Regions from separate parts of the Arachis hypogaea genome. Here region 2 is linked to region 1. Evidence: chromatin contacts called from public Hi-C data. All regions are on one chromosome and are shown on one strand. Each heading gives the region's core, a stretch centred on a gene start, on an enhancer-like site or on the middle of the called end of the contact. The rest is flanking DNA. Distances are from core to core; before and after follow the strand shown. Region 1 holds the start of LOC112701422. Region 2 holds the start of LOC140174347.

What was found. A called contact is a pair of places that touch in the nucleus more often than the background predicts.
Region 2: a Hi-C map of leaf shows a contact between it and region 1, with 2.3 times the contacts expected there. The contact joins the promoter of LOC140174347 here to the promoter of LOC112701422 in region 1. A contact is called at or near these places in 5 of 8 Hi-C or Micro-C datasets (leaf and an unstated tissue).

What each region holds. Positions count from the first base shown.
Region 1 is chr7:44,136,616-44,142,597 of arahy.Tifrunner.gnm2.J5K5, reverse strand. It overlaps LOC112701422, which reads left to right and starts at 2,685. Exons shown (of 2, transcript XM_025752181.1): 1 at 2,685-2,766; 2 at 3,402-3,991. The coding sequence starts at 2,685. The coding sequence ends at 3,991.
Region 2 is chr7:44,506,508-44,512,489 of arahy.Tifrunner.gnm2.J5K5, reverse strand. LOC140174347 reads right to left here and starts at 3,359. Exons shown (of 1, transcript XM_072198790.1): 1 at 2,955-3,359. The coding sequence starts at 3,359. The coding sequence ends at 2,955.

The DNA.
Region 1 (5,982 bases), core at 1,436-3,935:
GTCAAGGCTAGGCTCAAGTGCAAAAGCACTCCCTCAAAGCTCAAGGCTCTAAGCATCAATGATTAGAGAGTCAAGAAAAGAAAAGAAAAATGAGCTTAACGAAGTCCTCTAATTAAATGCTTGTGGTGCTTATGTATCAAGTGGTAATACTTGAAAACAAAGCAATTAGAAGTCGTAGCTTTGTTATCAACTCATGGGGCAAAGCACCCAAAAGGAGAAGCTAAAAAAAATCAAATCAAAAGCTTGTTTCAAGGAAGAATTATAAGAAAAAGATTTCATAAATTGAGCTAGATAGAAGCATCAATCATTTACATTTCTTTTGTGATTGAAGCATGCATAGAAAACTAGCTAACCATGAAAATTGAGTTGCTATTCTTCTTACCTTGGATTGTCAATCTTTATTGCATGATTCTTTTCTTGCTTGGGGACAAGCAAGGTTTAAGTTTGGTGTTGTGATGACATGTCATCATATACCTATTTTTCTATGTTTTTTCATACAAGAAATTGATGATTTGTGCTTAAATATTGAATGCTTTTGTACTTAAATGATATATTTTCTTGATATTTTAATTTTATAAATCTTGTATGAAATAAAAAGAAAAAGAAGCAAAGAAGCACAAAATAAGCCAAAAAGGAGAAAAAAAGAGCTTTGGGGTACACTTTGAAGTTGGGGTACACTTTGGAGCCTTAGGCCACACTTTTAAACGCGGGGCCCATGACCAAATTAATGGAGAATAAGCAATCAGCGCACACTGCTCTGCCCTTGCCAAGAGAAGGGCAATATCGTGATGCAAAGTGAGGTTGGAAGCAAATTTTTGCTAAGTTAAAATCTGGGCGTTCACAGCATGACCATGCCTACTTCAAAGGGCTATAACTTGAGCTACAAACGTCCAATTGATGTGCTTCTAGTTGCGTTGGAAAGCTGACATTCAGAGCTTTCCAATGATATATGGCAATCCATATTTGGTGTACAATTGAGGTATGAGTGAAAGGCATCTTTAAGGGCAAAAAATAAGCAAAAATAAACCGAAATGCTTCCACCAAGGTTCGAAGCTGGAGCCTCACTCCAAAGCAAAGTAGCGCTCATTATTCTGCTCTGCCTTCTTGGAGAGCAGGGCAATGTCGTGCTTCTCTTCATGAAAAATCAAGGAAAATTGCTCCCCCAAATGCTTTCACCAAGGTTCGAATACAAGACCTTCAAGGAAGTAAAGGCTTAGGCGCTACTTCTTGGCGCACACAAGCGCATCATGACACGGCCAGGGACTTGTTGCACGCACAATTTGGCACGGTCAAGGAACTTGGTGCGAGCACAAGACATACCACAAGCCACTGCCCCGCTCTCCACAAGGGCAGGGCAATCCCCTGATGCCCCTCCCACACTTGGCACGCAACATGCTTCCTCACACAACTTCCCTGCTCTGCTCTCCACAAGAGCAGGGCAGCCTCCTGGGAGCAAACACTCATGGGCCAAAATCCAACCAAAATTCCAATTAAATTCAATTTCTCTCCAAATTGAATCAAGGCCAACCAAACCCATTTCTCCTAAAATTCAAAGCAAGCAAAGCCCACTCAACATGACTCAAAGGCACACAGAGAAGCTAGATTAGGAATTTCATTTTTGTGAATTTGTTTTTAATTTCAATTTCATTTTATTTTTATTTTGTAAAAAGCCTATATAAAGGCATCACTCTCATTTCAGAGAGGGCTGGATTAGAAAAGGCTTGCTCCATTAGGGAGTAGTAGTAGTAGTAGATAGCTCTCTCTTTGAGTTTTAATTTCTGTTTTGAATCTTGGGTGGAGATTGGAAGGAATTCTTTTTTCATTCTCCATTTGCAACATCTCTGCTTTGTTCTTCTGCATAATTGAGAATTGGATTTACATTTCACTTGCTGCTTGATTTACTTCTCTTCTGCTGATTATTTTCTACTTTGATCAAGGAAGGAATTGAGATCTAGACTTGTTTTCTAGTCTCTTTGATTTCCTAAGATCTTCATTTTGATTTTCCAATTGAGTTAAATTTAATTTCTGTTTGCTTCTTCAAGCAATTCTGCTTTCTGTTTGAGATCGGTTGCAAGTTACTGCATCTTTTACTTCTCTGTTTGATTGCCATTTACAATTTCTTATGTGATTTCTTGAATCCCAGCTCCCAAAATCCTTTTATTCTTCCTGCAATTTAAATTTTCAGTTGCTTGATCTATTGCTTCCTTTAATTTCCAGCACCCACTCCCCTTTACATTTAATGCAATTTACATTTCTTGTCATTTAAGATTCTTGCAATTTATATTTCTTGCTCTTTAAGTTACTTGCCAATTTACTTTCTGCATCTTTAAGATTTATGCCATTTACTTTCTGTTGGCTACACTTCACACAATTCACTCAATGTTAGCTTGACTAAACTAATCACCCACTAAAGTTGCATGATCCATCAATCCCTGTGGGATCGACCTCACTCTTGTGAGTTATTACTACTTGATGCGACCCGGTACACTTGCTGGTTGGATTTGTGTGTTGGAAATTTGTTTTTCCACGAAAACATCATCAATGTGACGGGGTCAGATCCTCCGATGAGAGGTAAGCGTATGTCTTGAGTATTCTATTGCCTGGACCTAAGGATAGTTTGGTTCTATCTTTTGTAAAACCATCGTTAAGGTTATGAGAGCTTAGGGTTTTGTTAGGAGTAAACTATGGGGAAAAAGGATTCTAGTGGCGGTAGCCAAGGATTTTGGACTTGGGATGATGAACGATCAGAGTGGACATACCGAAATGGTTAACAGGTATGACTAGAAGTCTTGACGATTTCCTGTATGGATGATGGGTGCGGTTTAAAATTCTAGTGGCAATGGAAGTACCGACTGACGCCTTTGCAAATTTTTAACTATGATTTTTACGGTTTTAAGGTTTAGAATGATTTCTAATCTGGTTTGGAACTTTGGCTTAAATGATTTGGTTTTGAAAGTTAGTCGGAACTCATGGTTTAAGAGATATGGTTTAAACGAACAGTGAGTTCTCTCATTTTATTCAATTGTGAAAATGGTTTCCAATTTCTCTTATCGAAAAGGATTCAATTTGAAAAGTTTTAATTTAAGAAAATCATGATTTGAAGTCGGCAACTTCCAAGTAAACTATTTTTACTCCTATCAGAAAACTTAACAAAGATCTTGTCTAGAATGAACTGTTTTTGAATGATTTGGTTTTGAAACTAAGATCGAAACTTTTGATCAAATGATACGATTTAAAATGGAAAAGTGAGTCCTAAGATTTTTTTCACTTATGATTTTGGCTTGTAAATTTTAATTTAAAAAAAACCATGTTTTAAAATGTTTGATTTACAAATAAACGGTTTTTTACTCTTTTGATAAGGTTTTAACAATGGACTCGTTTAGATTGAAATTGTTTTAAAGGTTTTGACAAATATTACAAAATCGGCATATGGTTTAAGGAAAATTTTTGGATTCTTAATGACGATGATCAGAGTGACCAGCGGAAGTTGTACGCTAAATTGTTGACGTGTGAGTTCTGGAAGGAAGGAGTAAAGTTCTTAGGTCACGTGGTGAGCAAAGGAGGAATAACCGTAGATCCTTCTAAAGTGGAAATGGTGATGGAATGGAAAAGACCGACAATGGTGACGGAAGTCAGAAGCTTCTTGGGTTTAGCCGGATATTACCGGAGATTCATTGAAGGATTTTTCTGGATTGCACTACCGATGACTAAGTTGACAAGAAAGGAAGTGCCGTTTGTGTGGACGTCAAAATGTGAAGAAATTTTTCATACTCTGAAACGGAAGTTAACTTCAGCACCTGTTTTAGTCTTGCCAGAGCCGCATGAACCGTTCGAAGTATACTGTGATGCTTCCCTGAAGGGCTTAGGTTGTGTGTTGATGCAACACCGGAATGTGGTGACTTACGCATCGCGTCAGCAGAGACCGCATGAGATGGACTACCCAACTTATGACTTAGAATTAGTGGCGATTGTGTTTGCATTGAAGATCTAGAGGCACCACTTGTACGGAGTGAGATTTAGCATCTTTTTCTGATCATAAGAGTCTCAAGTACATCTTTGATCAGAAGAAGCTTAATATGCGTCAGAGAAGAGGGATGGAGTTGCTTAAGAACTACAATTTTGAAATGAGTTATCACCTTGGAAAGGCGAAGGTGATCATAGACGCATTGAGTCGGAGATATTTAACAATTGCTTGGATGAGAATCAAGGAAGAGGAGTTAGTGGATAAGTTTGTGGATCTTAAGCTGGACATTATGGGGTTGCCGGAAGCACTTGTTTGAGCCAGTTGCATATTTCAAGCACGTTTAAGACGAAGATTCAGAGGGCTCAGCAAGATGAGTGGAAGCTTTAGAAATTGTTCCAACTAGTTGGTGATAAGAGGCATGAGGATTTCACTAAGGATGATGAAGGATTGTTGAGATATAAGGGGAGAATTTGCATACCGGATGACGGGAGCTTGAGGCAAGACTTGTTGTCGGCGGCTCACTACAGTGGATTTTTGGTGCACGAAATTGTGATCTCAACGGCCCCAACAACTTGGTACGCACAGTTGTATAATTCACTCTTTTTTACAACTTCGCACAACTAACCAGCAAGTGCACTAGGTCGTCCAAGTAATAAACCTTAGTGTGTAAGGGTCGATCCTACGGAGATTGTTGGCTTGAAGCAAGCTATGGTCACCTTGTAAATCTCAGTCAGCTGGATTCAAATGGTTATGGAGTTTTAATAATTTAAAAGATAAATAAAACGTAAAATAAAGATAGAGATACTTATGTAAATCATTGGTGGGAATTTCAGATAAGTGTATGGAGATGCGTTGTTCCTTCTGAATCTCTGCTTTCTTACTGCCTTCATCCAATCCTTCATACTCCTTTCTATGGCAAGCTGTTTGTAGGGGGATCACCGTTGTCAATGGCTACCGTCCATCCTCTCAGTGAAAATGGTCCAGTTATGGGTTACGTAGGGCTAATTATCTGTCGGTTCTCGATCGTCTAGGAATAGGATTTACTATCCTTTTGCGTCTGTCACCACGCCCTACAGTCGCGAGTTTGAAGCTCGTCACAGTCATCCCATCCCAAATCCTACTCGGAATACCACAGACAAGGTTTAGACTTTCTAGATCTCAAGAATGCTGCCAATTGATTCTAGCTTATACCACGAAGACTCTGATCACAAGGACTTGAAGGCTCTGTTGTCAAGAGAGGCAATCAAATACATGGACTAGGAATCCAAGAGATACACATTCAAGCTTGTTTTCATGTAGAACGGAAGTGGTTGTCAATCACGCATTCATAAGTGAGAATGGTGATGAGTGTCACATAATCATCACATTCATCATGTTCTTGAGTGCGAATGGATATCTTAGAATACGAATAAGCATGAATTGAATAGAAAACAGCAGTACTTTGCATTAATACTCGAGGAACAGCAGAGCTCCACACCTTAATCTATGGTATGTAGAAACTCCACCGTTGAAAATACATAAGAACAAGGTCTAGGCATGACCAAATGGCCAGCCTCCCGAAATGACATATGAATTCAAAAAATAGGGAAAAAGACCCCTAGTACAATAGTAAAAAGTTCTATTTATACTAAACTAGTTACTAGGGTTACATAATTAAGTAAATGATGCAGAAATCCACTTCTGGGCCCACTTGGTGTGTGCTTGGGCTGAGCATTGAAGCTTTCACGTGTAGAGATCATCCTTGGAGTTAAACGACAGTTTGTAACTTGTTTCTGGTATTTGACTCTGCTTTGCAACTTGTTTCTGGCGTTTAACGCCAGAATAGGGTAGAAAGCTGGCGTTTAATGCCAGTTTACGTCGTCTAAACTCGGGCAAAGTATAAACCATTATATATTACTGGAAAGCCTTGGATGTCTACTTTTTAACGCAATTGAGAGCGCGCCATTTGGACTTCTGTAGCTCCAAAAATTCCATTTCGAGTGCAGGGAGGTCAGAATCCAACAACATCAGCAGTCCTT
Region 2 (5,982 bases), core at 2,110-4,609, 370 kb before region 1:
CCTTAATCCTCGCATGGTTATGGGGGACCGGGAGGCCGGTCGGTCGTATGTTGGTGAGTTTTTTACATTTGCATCCTTAGCACTTTTCCTCTTTTCTTCTTTACTTATAGCTGTCTTTTTGCTTTGTAGTTTCCATGGCTGGTGGGACGAAGACGTTGGCCAATCTCATGAGCCTCATCCAAGGGGATGTTGAGGGTGGTGAGGACTCTTTAGTGACCACTTCGGCGAGTCAGGGCTGGGAGGCTATTGGGGAGGGCAGTGGTCAGGCCGGCGGGGTTGACCAAGATCAACCGAGCAAGGTCGAGGCGCCTGTTGGGAATCCTTCGGGGAATCCGAGTGTGGAGGCGGAGGTTTTTTCTGAGGAGGAGGTTCCAGGGTTTAATGATGATGCAAAGGTCGTCAGCAACCCTAAGAAAAGAAAACGTGACTCCGGGAAGACGCTCTCGGTTATGGAAAAAAAAACTTCGATGCTGGGGGCTTCATTGAGTCCCAGTTGCTTCCTGGCACCGACGAGTTTTTCCGTGATGCCGATCTCTCCGGGCAAGTGTGGTGGATCTATCATAGCCTTCTTCGAGCAGCAACCATCACCAAGAAAGTGGAGCCTGTCTTGGGAAATTACCACAATATGGAAGTGAAGCTTCGGGACTCCAAGAAAGACCTGACGGATTCAAGGTCTCGGGAGGAGTCATTGAAGACAAAGTTATCTGAGTTAGAGGAGAAAGCCAAGGAGTATGCTGAAGAGGCCAATAGGTTGGTGGAATGAGATGTTGCGTTGATGAAGGAGTTAAACACTTCTCGTGGTGAAACTACCGCAGCTAAGAAGAAGTTTGAGGAGATGGAGGAAAAGCTGAAGTTGGAGAAAAGCTCGGCGGAGGCTGCTTGCAAGGAGATGGTTGCTTTGAAGAAGAAGAATAGGGAACTTGCACATGGGGCTCGAGAGGCCGTGAAGCTGACCGAAGAAGGGATCAAGCTCCAGGTGGCAGTGTTGGCTCCAGATCTCGACCTCTCCCAAGTTGGAGCTCTTAAGACTGTCGAGAATGGAAAGATTGTTGATATTCTGAAGTCCTGATGTGGCGGTCATGCTTTATCTTTTGTTCTTCCTACCCTCTGTTTTGTGACTTTGGTTTTTATTTTATGGGCCTGTTTAGGCGCCTTCGTTTGTACTGGATATTTTAATCTTTATTTCAATGTTGCTGTCGTTAGCAGTTACTCGCCTGTTTGGGCCGTTCGTGGCTTTGCTATATTTTATTGCTTTTGATTATCCAGGCCGTCGTGGCTTTTTTGGTTGTTTGCCTGTTTGGGCCATTGCGGCTTTTCTTTTATTTTATTGCTTTTGATTATCCGGGCTGCCGTGACCTTTTTGGTTTACCATTTTTATGGTATTTACCGCCCTCTTGCTTGTTTTCTTAGGTTCCTTTGGTTCTCGGGGTGATCAATCCCGAGTTTTCGTTAGGTCGACCGTTCGTCACTAGTGCTATTACGTCGTTTTGTCGTAAATCTTGCAAAGAACAAAGTTTGTTATATATATATGCATATGTGGAACTTCAAAACAAAAGGAGTAATGTAATGTAATATATATATATATAGACAAAGGAGTAAAATTAAAGAGACTAAACGGATGTGGCCGTGTCGCCAGGCCGTCGGGTCACTTCTCTCTACCCATCCAATTTTTCCAATTTGTATGCGCCTTTGCCGAGGACTTCTCTTACCCTGTAGGGTCCTTCCCAATTCGCACCCAACTTGCCTTCTCCTGGGGTTGGTGGTCCTATGTCGTTACGTCGTAAGACCAGGTCGCCTTCCCCAAGGCTTCTCTTTAGCTTTAGCACTTTACTGTTGTATCTTAGAGCTATTCTTTGTTTGATTGCTGTCTCTGTCAAATGTGCCATCTGTCTTATTTCGTCAACTAGGTCTTTCTCAACTACTTTGCTTCCTCCTCCGAGAAGTAACCTCGGGCTCGACTCCCCTATTTCGACTGGGATGACCGCATCGACTCCATATGTGAGTCGGAAGGTGGTTTTGCCAATGGACGATTGGGGGGAGGTTCTGTAAGGCCATAGGACTGAGGCTAGCTCGTCTGCCCATGAGCCCTTCTTCCCTTTAAGCCGTTTCTTTAGCCCTTTCAAGATGATTTTGTTAGTTGCTTCCACTTGTCCGTTGCTTTGAGGGTGGTCTACGGAAGAGAACCTTTGCTTGATTCCTAGTCTTGAAAGGAACTCTTTGAACTTTTTGTCGGTGAATTGTGTCCCATTATCCGATATGACAGACTTTGGAATTCTGAACTTAGTGATGACTTGCCTCCACAAAAATTTTTGACAGTTTACTGCGGTTATGCTGGCTAGCGATTCTGCTTCCACCCATTTGGTGTAGTAGTCTATGGCTACTATCAAATATTTGACTTGCCCTGGCCCGGGTGGGAATGGTCCCAAGAGGTCGACTCCCGATTGAGCGAAAGGTTGGGGTGCCATCATCGAGCTGAGTTCTTTGAGTGGGGCTTTGTGGAAGTTGGCATTTTCCTGGCATTTCCTGCACTTTCTGACGAACTCCTGAGCGTCCGACATCAGGGTGGGCCAGTAATATCCTGCTCAGATGATCTTCCTTGCCAACGACCTTCCTCCAATATGGTGACCACAACACCCCTCATGGACTTCGCTTAAGACGTAGTCCGTTTGGTCGGGGCGTAGGCATTTGAGCAAAGGTTGGTGGAGTCCCCGCTTGTACAACTGCCCTTGTATAATCACATACTTGGGAGCTTCTCTTTTGATGGCTTGTGCTTCCTTCTCATTTTGTGGTGTTTCGCGTTTCTCCATATATCGGAGGATAGGGTCCATCCAGGAGAGAGGGCTTAGTGCTTGGGTTATGCATAGAATGACTGCTAGCTCAGTTGCCAGCACTTGAATTAGCGATCTATTTCCTGCTTCGGGCTTGGTGCTTGCTAACTTGGAGAGGAGGTCTGCTCAGGTGTTCCTTTCTCTAGGGACATACTGGATTATGACTTCATCGAAGATTTTGCATAACTCTCTTACCTTCTCTAGGTACTTTTGTAGTAGTGTATCCCTAGCCTGGTAGCTGCCGTTTATCTGGGATGTGACGATCTGGGAATCACTGCTTACTTCAATCCTGGACGCTCCGGCCTCTTTGGCTAGAATTAGCCCTCCTATCAGCGCTTCGTACTCTGCCTGGTTGTTGGAGACTGGGAAGTCCAACCTGATCGACTGTTCGTAAGCTATTCCCACCGAGTTTTCCAAGATGATACCGGCCCCTCCGAACGCTTGGTTGGAAGCTCCGTCTACATGGGGTTTCCACCGTGTGTTCGATATGTCGGGTGCTTCCCCCGTGACCTCTACTAGGAAGTCCGCCATTGCCTGGGCCTTGATTACCTGCCTGGGCTCGTATTGCAAGTCATATTGGGATAGTTCTACTGCCTATGCCATCATTCTCCCTGCGAGATCGGGTTTTTGGAGGACTTGTCGAATCGCTTGGTCAGTTCTTAGGATGATCCTATGTCCTTAGAAATATTGCTTGAGCCTTCTCGACGAGCTTAGCAAGGCATAAGCTAATTTCTCCAGCTTGGTGTACTTTAGCTCTACTACTTGGAGCACTTTGCTGACGAAGTATACTGGGCGCTGGGTCTTGTCTTCTTCTCAGACAAGGACTGCCATCATGGCTTGTGTGGTTATTGCTAGGTATAGGTAGAGGGGTTTTCTTTCTCTGGGTTTGCTGAGTACAGGCGACTCTGAGAGCACCCTTTTGAAAGGGCTGAACGCTTCTTCGCATGCCGAAGTCCATTCGAAGGCGATTCCTTTCTTCATTAGATTAAAGAATGGGAAAGCCTTTTCAGCTGAGGCTCCGAGAAACTGGGATAGAGCCATGCGTTTCCCAGTTAGTCGCTGCACGTCTTTGACGCATCTTAGGCTTGTCATTTTGAGGACGGCTTCACATTTGTCTGAGTTAGCTTCTAGCCCCCTTTGTGTTATCATAAAGCCTGGGAATTTCCCGGCCTCCATGGTGAATGCACACTTGGGTGGATTGAGCCTCATGTTGAATTTTCTTAGCGCTTTGAAGACAGTTTGTAGGTCGCCTATAAGGCTGCTTGGTTCTACCGTTTTTACCAGGACGTCGTCGACGTAGACCTCTACCGTCTTACCGATAAGGTCATGGAAGACTTTGCTCATCAGTCTTTGGTAGGTGGCCCCTGCGTTTTTTAATCCGAATGGCATTACCTTATATAGCAATAAGTGTCTCCTAGTGTTATGAACATTGTCTTCTCTTGATCAGGTCGGTGCATCGGGATCTGATTGTAGCCAAAGTATGCATCCATGAAGCTAAGGAAGCGATATCCTGCTGCGGAATCTACCAGGGTGTCGATGTTGGGGAGGGGAAAAGAGTCTTTAGGGCATGCTTTGTTCAGGTCGGAATAGTCGACACACATTCTCCATTTGCCACTACCTTTTTTAACTAGTACGACGTTGGACAGCCATGTTGAGTACTCGAGCTCTTTGATGAAACCGGCTTTGAGAAGCCCGGCTGTTTGCTTAGCGACTGAAGAACTGAAGATTGATGGTTTAGAAGTTATAGTAAACTCTCATTGTAAGTATAGTTACTAAACCAAGCAATCAACCTTTCTTACAAACGTTTTGGTTGTCACAAGTAACAAACCCCTAAATAAATTGATAACCGAAGTATTTAAACCTCGGGTCATCTTCTCAAAGAATTGCAAGGAGGTATGTTCTTATTATTGGCTATGAAAAAGGTAAAATTGGGGGGTTCTGGAAATAAGGAAGAAGTATGACAAGTAATTCAAATGACAATTAAAATAAATAAATAACTATAAAATAAGCTCTTGGCAAGATATAAAATTTCGGAAGTCCTATCCTAGTTACTCCTATAAGAATGGAAGTTAATCCCACTTAGTTAACCTTTGCGTAAGCAAGGGAAAGTCCAGTGAACCAATTGGTTAGATTTTCCAAGTCCTAGCCAACTCCTAAGGGAAGGCTAGAGTTAGTGGAATTCCAGTTAATTAGCCAACATAACAATCAATCATGAATAGTTGATAACTCAAGAGCTTCCAGTTAATCAATTAAAACCAATAATATAAAAAGCTAAATAAGAATCTTAGATCTGAAATACCTCAAAATCATGAATTAATAAAGATATTAAATGTAACATGGGCAGTTGTAGCCAAATAAAGAAGTTGAGTTGAACATAGAAATCCATAAACTAAATTGAGGAAATAAATAAAAGGAACATTGAACCTAATATGAAGATGAAATAATCCTGAAGTGAAAAGAAATCCTAATCCTAAAATAAATTCTAATCCTAATCCTAATCTTAAGAGAGAGGAGAGAACCTCTCTCTCTAAAAACTACATCTAAAACTAAAATTATGAATTATGAAAGCCTGGTGAGTCTCTGCAAGTTCCCTGACTTTAATCTGTGTTTCTAGGCCAAAAACTGGGTTGAAATGTGGCCCAGAATCTCTGCCAGCGACTTTTGCAATTCTGCAGATCGCGCACGTCATGGGTCCACGTCGTCCACGCGTTCGCGTCACTTAGCATTTCTCGTACCACGCAAGCACGTCGTCCACGCTTTCGTGTCGTTCGTGCAGCATCCAATCCGCGCGGTCGCGTCAGGCACGCGAACGCGTCACTCTGATTTCTTCCATTTTGTGCAGTCGCGTGAGCCATGCGACCGCGTGACTTCTCGCTGGTCATGTCCTCAATTCCTTGTGTTCCTTCCATTTTTGCACGCTTCCTCTTTATTCTCTAAGCCATTCCTGCCCTATGAAGCCTGAAACGCTTAACACACAGATCAAGGCATCGAATGGTAATAAGAGAGGATTAAGATTAGCTAAATTAAGACCAAAGAAGCATGTTTTCAATCATAGAACTAAACTAGGAAGGAATTGTAAAATCATGCAAATCCTATGAATAAGTGGGTGAAAAGCTTGATAAAATCACTCAATTAACTACAATATAAACCATAA